2 separate regions of the Siniperca chuatsi genome follow, and region 2 is linked to region 1. The links are chromatin contacts, called in public Hi-C maps. All regions are on one chromosome and are shown on one strand. The core of a region is the stretch at or near the end of the contact, and the rest is flanking DNA. Distances in the headings are between cores, read along the strand shown.

Region 1 (5,009 bases), core at 685-3,184:
TCAGCATCAGGACCATCAAACCACCAAGACGCACCACCACTGTGTTCAGGACAGCCTGGCTGCTGGGCAGACGGTGCTGCTCCTCTGCAGAACCAAAACCCAGCATTAAAGGGAAATATTTGGTGAAAATGTATACAATATAGGACAGGTATGTGGAGGTGTTCAGGATGCTCAAATTAATGATGGATGCATTAGTGGTCACATAGATAATTGTGTTCTTCAGTCTTGAGAAGGGGGTCCGTCCTATCACACTGTTAAAGACTGTGGCATTGCTGAAGGTCCTACCCAGATCGATCAGTGTCTAATGGGAATTTTTGGGTCTCTGTAAATAATATTAAAAAGAGTACGGTCTAGACCTGCTCTATAGGAAAAGTGCAATGAGATCATTTCTATTATGAACTGGCGCTATATAAATTGAATTGAATTAATGAGCATTGTACTGTAATCTCTGACATAAATGTGTCCCATTTGACATGTTTCTCACCCTGCATGTACACGACCAACAGTGTGTAGCAGATAGTCAGTGGTGTCCAAAACCTGAGGGCCTCTGCTGCAGAGAGGAAGTGTTGATTGATGATTGAAATGGCGGCCACCACAGCCACAGAGAAAGTAATGATCATAGTCCTGCACAGCGTGGGAAGCAGGCAGCGGCCTGATGTGAGGAGGCTGATGCAAATGCCGCAGTAGCGCTGTGAGCTGTGGAGTTTATACAGAGCCATGACATGGTGCAGCAGGAGTGTGGCCTGCCTAGCCAGTAACCAGCTGAGTGCAGCTGCCAGGAGCAGGCATAGCCAGCGCTGGGACGCCCCCTCGTGCAGAAAGTGCAAACTGCAGGTTAGGGCACAGCCCAGAGAGAACTGGCTTTGAACTAACAGCTGCTGCAGAAATTTCCTGGACTCCTGGGGAATAAAGGAGCATATAAACAGAACTGATGGATGAAACAAAACAGATGATGGGCTGTTTGTCATAATCATGAGTCATCATGACATGGTGAATTCCAGAAATTAACTCAGCAAAATTGAGCAGTAGAAGCAATGGGCAAATCATATATATATTTATCACGTAATTGGTTTCTTACTGGTCCAGCTGTAACCCATCCAGAGACTGCTCGAAGACAAAACTCTAGTACCACCAGGGAGGCAACACGGGAGCCCACTACAGCCAGCATCCCAGTCACAAAGAAAAACTGGAGCATCCCAGTAAGTCCAGTGTTAGTTCTCCTTTGATGACTGGGTGTCCTATGGTTTGACGTATCTTTATCATTTCTATCACTCCAGCTGTGTGTGTGTGTGTGGGGGGGGGGGGTCAAGTAAGAAATGAAAGTAAACTATAAAGGATCTGTACCAGCACTGAAATAGGAATGTTTTGATGAGAATGGTGAAAACTTTTAATCATGCAACTTAACATCAAATTCATCTTCATGCACAGATCTATCAAAAAAAAAGCAGTTTCCTCACCTCTCCTCTAAAAATAAGTGCACTCTCATCAAGGAGCATAGCACAGAGATCCCACATGCACCTATCAGTCCTGCAGGTCACATAACAATGAATTTGCAACCAATAACACACTCCAGCCATACCGTTTAGAAACAGCCTGTAGCAATGTGGAAGATAGACGTTGGAATGGATGAGGAGCTCACCTTGAAGTAAACCATCCAGTGGATTTATATCTAGAGTCAACCACCCCGGTAGGAAGTAGGAAGTCGGAAGAAGCGACGTGATAAAGGATAACATCGTACTACCTTTGACTTAAAAGAAGTCACAGGTCACAGCTTTTACAAAAATGCATGGAGGTAAGTCTAATTTAAGTAATCACACACTCAGGAACCACATTTTGTGGTTATTCCAGATCAGGTTACAGTAATGTGGAGTATCAGCTCAGCTCTTCTGTTTATTTCTATTGCCTCAGTCTTGAACTTTGCTCATCCAGAAGCCTGTTCTGTTTCCTGTACCAAAGGTCATCTGATTGTCGATGGAGCCGAGGCCCTCATCAGCCTGAGTCATAACAAGATAATGGAGGTAATTGGGAAATACTTTACACTGTAAAATGATGACAGGCATTAGTTGTGCTCTCAAGTTGTCTGCAAGCTACAATATAGGCATTGCTCTGACAAGGGCTTATTCATCTCATAGATCTTTTTTGAAAAATCATATTTTGCCCAGAGCAATATTTCAAGTCAAGTCAAGTTTATTTATACAGCCCATAATTTCAGAAGGCTATATAATCAGTACATTCTTAGATATTTGATTTGGATAAAGAGAAACTCAACACACACAAAACAGGAAAAAACCTCAGAAAGAGCAACGCATCAGGGATCCCTCTTCGAGGACAGATAGACATGCAATAGGTGCCATATGGTTATACACAAGTAACAGTAGTATGGACAAACAGCAATACAATATGAAGTAAATAAAAATATCAAGTGTATTAAGTTAAAAGAGTTTCAAGCAAAGTGTAAAACGTCTTTGGAGTGAAGTGTGGAGAAGAGTGTTTATGATGGTAAATTTACACAAAAACTAAGATTCCCTATATTTTGAGGAGATGGAACTAAAATTTATACTTGATATCTGTAGATATAAACAACTCCAAAGCCGTGTTTCAACTAAATGTCTCATTAGAGGATCACCAAGAAAACCCATGTTAGTTAGAAATATTTTGCATTGCTTGATCCTACGCAAAAATGTATATATAATACGTGTAAAAAGACAATGAACATAAAGAAACATGGGCTCATATTATTTCAAGGTATAAGGAAAGGTGTAGCAGGTGGTCATAAGCTTAATGCCTGTCCGTGAAGGGTAGCAGTGTACAACGTACATGTTAATGAACTGACAGCCATCACGAAAGGGCATCAAAAACAACATAAGTACTGGTTACAGTCTTCCTCTTGGGGCCCATGGATGCCTGTAAAGCCCTAAACCCTGGAGCCATCTTTAACCCCTTAACCTGACACTGGTGTAGCAGATAATACAAACATTGTAACTATAATATCTGATGTTTATCCCATAAATGATTTTCTCCTGAGTGTTACAATCTAACAAAACCTGAAAATGTTAATTCCACAGGTACAGCAGGTATTGTACAGTGGGAGTATCATGAAAATCTTCAACACTAAGTGTTTTGCTTTGCTGTCCAGTATCTGCACAGAATGTGGTGAAAGTGGAGACGTACAAACCACACAGATCTTAAATTGCCCTTTATCACTGGGAAAGAGTCATATAGGGAGGTAAAAGACAAAAGGTAAAAGATTTCTGAAGATGAACTATGGCCAAGGTCTCATACCAAGCAGGAGGCATGACTCTCTCATAAGGGAGTTCAGTCATTGGAGGGTTGTGTTATTCCACCAAAGCAGCAAATGCCATGACAAAAATATATGATTCTACAAAAATACAGTAAAATGTTTTAATTCTAGCATTTAATCCCACATCACTTGAATCCTATAGTACTGGTAAGCCCAAATTACCCAAATTCAATATTCATATAGATATTGCAAGTAAAACATCAATTTCTGATGGGATTTTGTTTCTGTCATTAACCTCGTGACATAATTTTTATACAGGAAATTGACATTTATATTACAATTTGTTAAATGTTATTTATTCTAATTAATATGTGTTGTCTTAATAAAACTTCAGTGTTGCAACCATGCATCAACAAAGAGTCACCTGAATATTACAGAGAAAAAGTATCAAATTGTGCCTGCACAAGAGTTATATCTAAGTGCTACTTATGATATTATGTAAAGTCTGGTTTACATATACAGGTAGTTGCTATGGTGACAGCAGCAGCAATAATACTCCAATCAATCGCCACTGTAGAAAGCATTTTGTTGCATGGCTTCAAAGAGAGTGGCATCAACAGGTGGCTGTCATTTGCTTCTTTTGTCTCAATTGGAGGGTCCACTGCTGCGGGGGTCAATGTTGCAGGAAGCTGGGCATCGTAAGTCTGCTGTGAGTCTCTGAACTCCCTCGCTCCTGCTGCAAGAGCAACATTGATTTTATTATATTTATTAGACTCATGATTTGCTTTCCCACATTGTGAAACTAACACACGAAACACCGGATTTTCTACAAATTGGTAACTGGATATTATATCCTTTTGGTAAGGCTGACTCATTCATTCCTATGTAATGATACCGCAGAAGTGTGTTCCACTTTGTCAGAGATGCCTGATAGTGATGTCACTATGGGCTGCAGCAGTGGTAGTTTGTCATGGTTTAGAAAATCCCATGAGAGGTTTTAAACTGGTCAGGATGTGTGCAGAGTTGGCTGATTTTTCAGCCGCTTGGAAGCTAAGCTGATTGAGTAGTTTTTAAGCTTCGTTACTTCCCGACAGCAATCAATAAATCAAATGCTCTGAAAAAATGAAAAAACATACCTATACCCTAGCTTTAATGTCCACAACAGTTGCCGTGTCAATCTTATCTTTCCGTGACATTCAGTCCTGAACATCGAGACCTTCTGCTCTTGTTGCTTGCACCTTCTTGCTTGCTGAACAACTGTCGGTAAACTTTCTTTTTAAACTGTAGCTTCTGCAGTTTGCTGCATTTGGCCATCGACTTTCTTTTATACAGCCCACTCCCCACACACACCAATACAACTGTGAACAGTCACTGGATCTGTAACAGTACCTATTATAGTTATACCCTTTATAGTTATAATATACCTGTGAGGACCCAAACTCCTGAACAGTTGACAAACAGCCATGTGTCACCAACAGTAACTGGAAAGTAACTACTGTTTTACAATTTTGAGGTACTTGTACTTAAGTATTTCCATTTTATGCTACTTTATACTTCTACTCCAAAACAACTCTGGGAGGAAATATTGTTCTTTTTACTCCTTTATTCGATACCTTTAGTTACTAGTTACTTTGCAGATTCAGATTTGTAGTAGAAAATGTAATCAACAAATAAATTAGGACGTATTATCATGGATAAAGACTTTTATTGATCCCTTGGTGAAATACAATACATACATTATGGGCCAATGTGCCATTCTGCATAATCA
Region 2 (5,009 bases), core at 1,098-3,597, 130 kb before region 1:
CTTACATTGAAAAAACAGACAAAGCTATGTGAAGACTAGACTCACCAACGGCAAAATCCAGTGTTATGAGGGACGGAGCTGTATTTGCCATTGACTGGTACGCAGAGCAGGCATTTACGATTTCTTGCATCTGTAGAAAGTTAGCAACAGCCAGCACGTCTTCTACATTCTGTGGACTTAAACTCAGCTTGGCTGTGTACATAAACTCCAGGACCTGACCCAAACCTGCAACAATAAACAACAATACAAAAGGTCTGGTTATACAGCAGTGATGGTGGGGTACATTTACTATTATTTAAGTAAAGCATTGTGATGGTCAAACTCAGAGCACTGAAAGATAATATGACAAAATCAATTAAATACATAATGTGAACGTGTCCACAGGCTGAGGGGAACCCACCTGCTGCATTGCTGATGTCCAGATGCACCACATCTTTCTGGTCCAGGAAGAGGGTGCGGAAGTAGACACTGCAGGCTGCCAGCACAGCTTTGTGGGCCTTGAAGTCCACCCCGTCCACAACAAAGGTACAGTCACACAGCAGGCCCTGCTTGCGCTGGCGGTTAAGCTGCTCCAGAACCTTCCCACTGTGCCATGGGAAGTCCATCGTCCTGAAGGTTTGAGGATGGTGGAAGAGGCCGGCAGGCAGGCACAGACTCTGTGGACTGCTGACAAGCAAGAAGTCACATGTCGCACATTAAGAAAGGCTCAAAAGGCTGATAGTCAGCTTGACTGGTAACAGAGTTTGTCTTTACAGTGGCATGACATTCATTGGCCTTTTATTAAACACTACCAGTGTTTAATCAGTCAATATTGTTCACCTCTGATATGACTATGTCTCCTCCCTGAGCATAGTACAGCAATCTAATTTTATTAATAATTCAGATGACTGACCAGAGCAATAATTCCTGTGTGTGAGATGTGAGTGTAGTGTGAAACTAAACAGTAAGAATAGCAGTATCAGCCTTAAAAAACCATGTAACTCCAACATTAATAAAGTTCCACAATATTAAAGCTGTAGTCAGGCACTTTTATGAATGGATGTTTATCTTGAATATGTTTTTAAATCTGTAATAAATCACTATCTTTGTTGGCCAAAAATGAGCACAGTGACATGTAAGAAGCTTAAAAAAAAACAGTAGCCTCATTTCTCACTATCCTCATTTCAAACTGTCACGTGGACTTACTGTCTCTGACCACTTTGAAAATATTTTAGGAAAACAATGTAACTGCATCCTGGAATTCTGTTCCAGCTGTGTATTAATCTATGAATAAGGTTAGGTCGATGGGTTGTATCAATAAACTTTACAATGCAAACAATCCTTAAATTTGTACGGAGGTATGGCTTGCTTTGTGTTAATACAAAAGTCAAACAAGTACTTTATCTTGAGGAAGGTGTGTCTAGTTTGTGCTGTACTGTTAGGGAACGGCAATGGTGTCTGCATTCATGGGTGTAACGTAGATATCAGGCTCCTTTTCCTGCAGGACACCATCAAGGAATACCCGATACAGAGACAAGATTTCAACTCAAAACTATGTTTTAACAACGAAAAAAAACAATCATTAAAAATATAGCTAGCTAATATAAAGCTAACTAAACCACGAGTGACGAAATTAACCAGAATGACACCAGAATATAGATTCAACTGTTGTCCTGATGACCATGCAACTAGACACAAAATGCCGGGATTTAAAACAGCAGTAAGGTTATAGATGTTTTGAGACTGAAAACTTGGTTTCTCTAAAAGTTTTGACAGCTTGGTTTGACAGTGCAATACATCGATTACAATTCCTCCATCCTTGTAGCTTTGTTATCAGGGATTAATTTAGCGTGCCTTGACATGCATGTAGTATATGGACAAGATGGCGGACCGACGAGCAAGGCCTGTCTTCATCCCTTGTTGTTTACATAGTTGGCTCGCTCTTTTCGCTTAGAGCAAGCGCCATTTTAATATAAACTAACTCCTGAATTACCTCCTTGTTATCGCTTCTTTACTCCGGGTTCAAACTGCGGGACCAGGCGGTGTTATGTAGTGTTTGCCTCAGTTAGGAAAAACAAACCCAATCGAGTTTTTCGGCGATCGATCCTGCCCCGTTAAGTCCATCCACCGCCATCTTCCTCTCTCTGATCGATTGATAGGGACCGGCCGGATGTATCACAGGAGCACGCGCAGTGAGAACACGTGCTGTGCTGATGATGATCGCGTGGTGGCGCAATAGACTCGAGCTACGTGATATATACTATTGATAATAATAGCCTACTTGCTTGCGAACAGATTACCATAAATTAGGTGGCTGATGGCACTACACGTTTTCATATTTTATTGTCAATTTTCTATTTTTTATTTATGCTTCTTGACTTGCAGTACTTGCTTTTTTCATTTTCTCTTAGTATTTTTATTGTTATGCACCAAAACACCAAGGCAAATTCCTTGTATGTGAAAACCTACTTGGCAATAAACCTGATTCTGATTACACTGTGTAAAAATACATATTTATATGACATCCCTGTGAAGTCCCAGGTAACATATTTAGGTATTGTGATGACTAAAACTGAAGATGAAAGATGCATTTTGAACTTCAGCCCTATTATAGATAAAACTCAGAAAAGATTGAATATGTGGCTCCAGAGACTTGACTTTAAGAGTTATAACCCTATTAACCACAACTTATTTCGTCTCTTATTTACTTACAAATAATATTTTATTTGTAAAACAATCATTTAATTAAAAAGGTTTTCTAATGAGTTATTCTGAATTTTTGTCTGTTTATAATATCCCTGTCACCCCAAAAGAATTTGCTATTGTAATGGATGCCATTCCTAAAGGTGTGATTATATTATTTAAGGGTAACACTGAACCACCTTTTTTTCCTTGTCCTTTAACTTTGAATGACACAATAGTAGGAGAAATGTGTTTTTCATCCAGCCCTTAACCCGGAACAGAAGGATCAGATCCCTCTTTCAGAAAGACATTATCACCATTCCAGATGTTATCCATGACTGGGGAAGGTTTGTCTCAAATATCCAGTGGAAAAAAATGTGGACCTTGTCTTCAAGATACTTGATTACAAACAAATTTTGAGATGTCTGTTTCAAACTTCTCCACCGATGCTATCCAACAAAACATTATTTGCAAAAAATAAGAAATAACGTTGATATTAATTATTCTTTCTGTGGACTTCATGGCAAAACAACCATACACTTGTTTTTACGTCACATACTGCTATTGTTTGGAAATAATTTGCCGAATATATTTGTATTTTTATGAGGTCTGCAGTTCAGAACAAAATGGTATTAGACATTGTTTTATCATCTAAGCAAAATTTCTTATTCACAAAAGCAAATTTTATAACAAAAAACCTTTATTTAAAATTTTAATAACCCACTCATCTTTGCAGAATTAATGTAATTCAGCCACATTGGAGGGTTTTTCAAGTCAAAGTCCTGACCTGAATCCTATTGAGATGCAGTGGCATGACCTTAAAAAGGCAGTTCATGCTCGAAAAACCCTCCAATGTGGCTGAATTACAACAATTCTGCAAAGATGAGTGGGCCAAAATTCCTCCACAGCGCTGTAAAAGACTCATTGCAAGTTATCGCAAACGCTTGGTTGCAGTTGTTGCTGCTAAGGGTGGCCCAACCAGTTATTAGGTTTAGGGGGCAATCACTTTTTCACACAGGGCCTTGTAGGTTTGGATTTTGTTTTCCCTTAATAATAACAACCTTCATTTAAAAACTGCATTTTGTGTGTACTTGTGTTATCTTTGACTAATATTTAAATTTGTTAGATGATCTGAAACATTTAAGTGTGACAAACATGCAAAAAAAAAGAAATCAGGAAGGGGGCAAACACTTTTGCACACCACTGTATAAGGTATTCATTTCAAGGCAACTTACAGTACAACATTAGAAATCATGATGTAATGTGTTTTTAACCATGTGGTCTTCCTCAGAAAGAAGCACGTCAAAATGCAAGGGCCTCAGCCTGGCTCAAACATAGTGGAGTAAATTATAGCCATATAACAAAGGCTTCAAAATGATTTTGCATGAATAGCGCCTTTCTTTTCTCATGAAAGCAGACAGATGCCTCATAAATGCCTCGACACACAAGAGACTGAATAGAGGCACCTTCTATCTTCTGTACAGTAACTGAATGCTACTCTGTTTTGTATTGATTTTGAGAGTAGTTTGCCTTGTGGTGTTCACTGCTTAGCCACCTTCACGGCCATTTGTCTTATTTTTTATCTTTATGTGGATATATGGTGAAGAAAACAATGATTATTCATTCATCAGCATGTTAAATAAAGACAGTGATACTTGAAAATTCTGTTCTAAAAAATACATCTTGGACAGGGCCATAGCCAAGGTTTAATACTGAGTTTATGTCAGCCAAAGAAGAAGAGAGCTGCTAAAACCAGCTCATACCTTTAATAAATAATGTTTGTCATCAATCAAAAGGCTTACACATTGTCAGATGTTTATTGTCAAAGCAGGATAATTTTATTCACACAAATAATAATATACAATAAATTATTATTAACATGGCAACCATCAATTTCAGAGGTGAATCTTCTTTTTTAGAACTGTGCTAGAGGACAGGAGTGAAGTAGTGAACTGATCAGTTAAATGCTGTGTGTGTCTTTCTTTGTGCAAATGCTGTATATGTCCAAGCCCCTGTGTCTCAGTATGTTATGTGCAGGTATGACCTATTGCTGCTGTGTATGGTGAACTAACTCAGAATATAAATGAGCAGCAACAGGCATTGTTGCCGTCATGGAAGGAGGACATGGCATGTTTTATATAGCACATGCAGTGTCAACTCTGTGTGTTTAAAGTAGAATGGTTTAAGTGAAGAAAGCAAATAGAGAACACAGAAATAAAAACACAAAAAGTAAAAGGTTTGTGATGAGAAAGTGGGTCCCTCTCTAGATCTTGATCTCGGTGCGGAAGGTCTGTACGAGCTCGTGTTTGGCCGGGTGTCGCCTTGCCCTGACTGTTAGGGTCCCCTCG

The links. A called contact is a pair of places that touch in the nucleus more often than the background predicts.
Region 2: a contact with region 1 is called in a Hi-C map of skeletal muscle, with 6 times the contacts expected there. The contact joins the promoter of zbtb17 here to the promoter of tmem82 in region 1. A contact is called at or near these places in 2 of 3 Hi-C or Micro-C datasets (skeletal muscle and an unstated tissue).

The regions. Positions count from the first base shown.
Region 1 is chrLG10:4,939,922-4,944,930 of ASM2008510v1, reverse strand. tmem82 (transmembrane protein 82) reads right to left here and starts at 1,934. Exons shown (of 6, transcript XM_044212045.1): 1 at 1,640-1,934; 2 at 1,458-1,527; 3 at 1,079-1,238; 4 at 485-899; 5 at 1-84. The coding sequence starts at 1,733.
Region 2 is chrLG10:5,073,749-5,078,757 of ASM2008510v1, reverse strand. zbtb17 (zinc finger and BTB domain-containing protein 17) reads right to left here and starts at 2,347. Exons shown (of 15, transcript XM_044211617.1): 1 at 2,060-2,347; 2 at 401-666; 3 at 46-225. The coding sequence starts at 2,103. hspb7 (heat shock protein beta-7) reads right to left here. Exons shown (of 3, transcript XM_044212173.1): 3 at 4,465-5,009. The coding sequence ends at 4,925.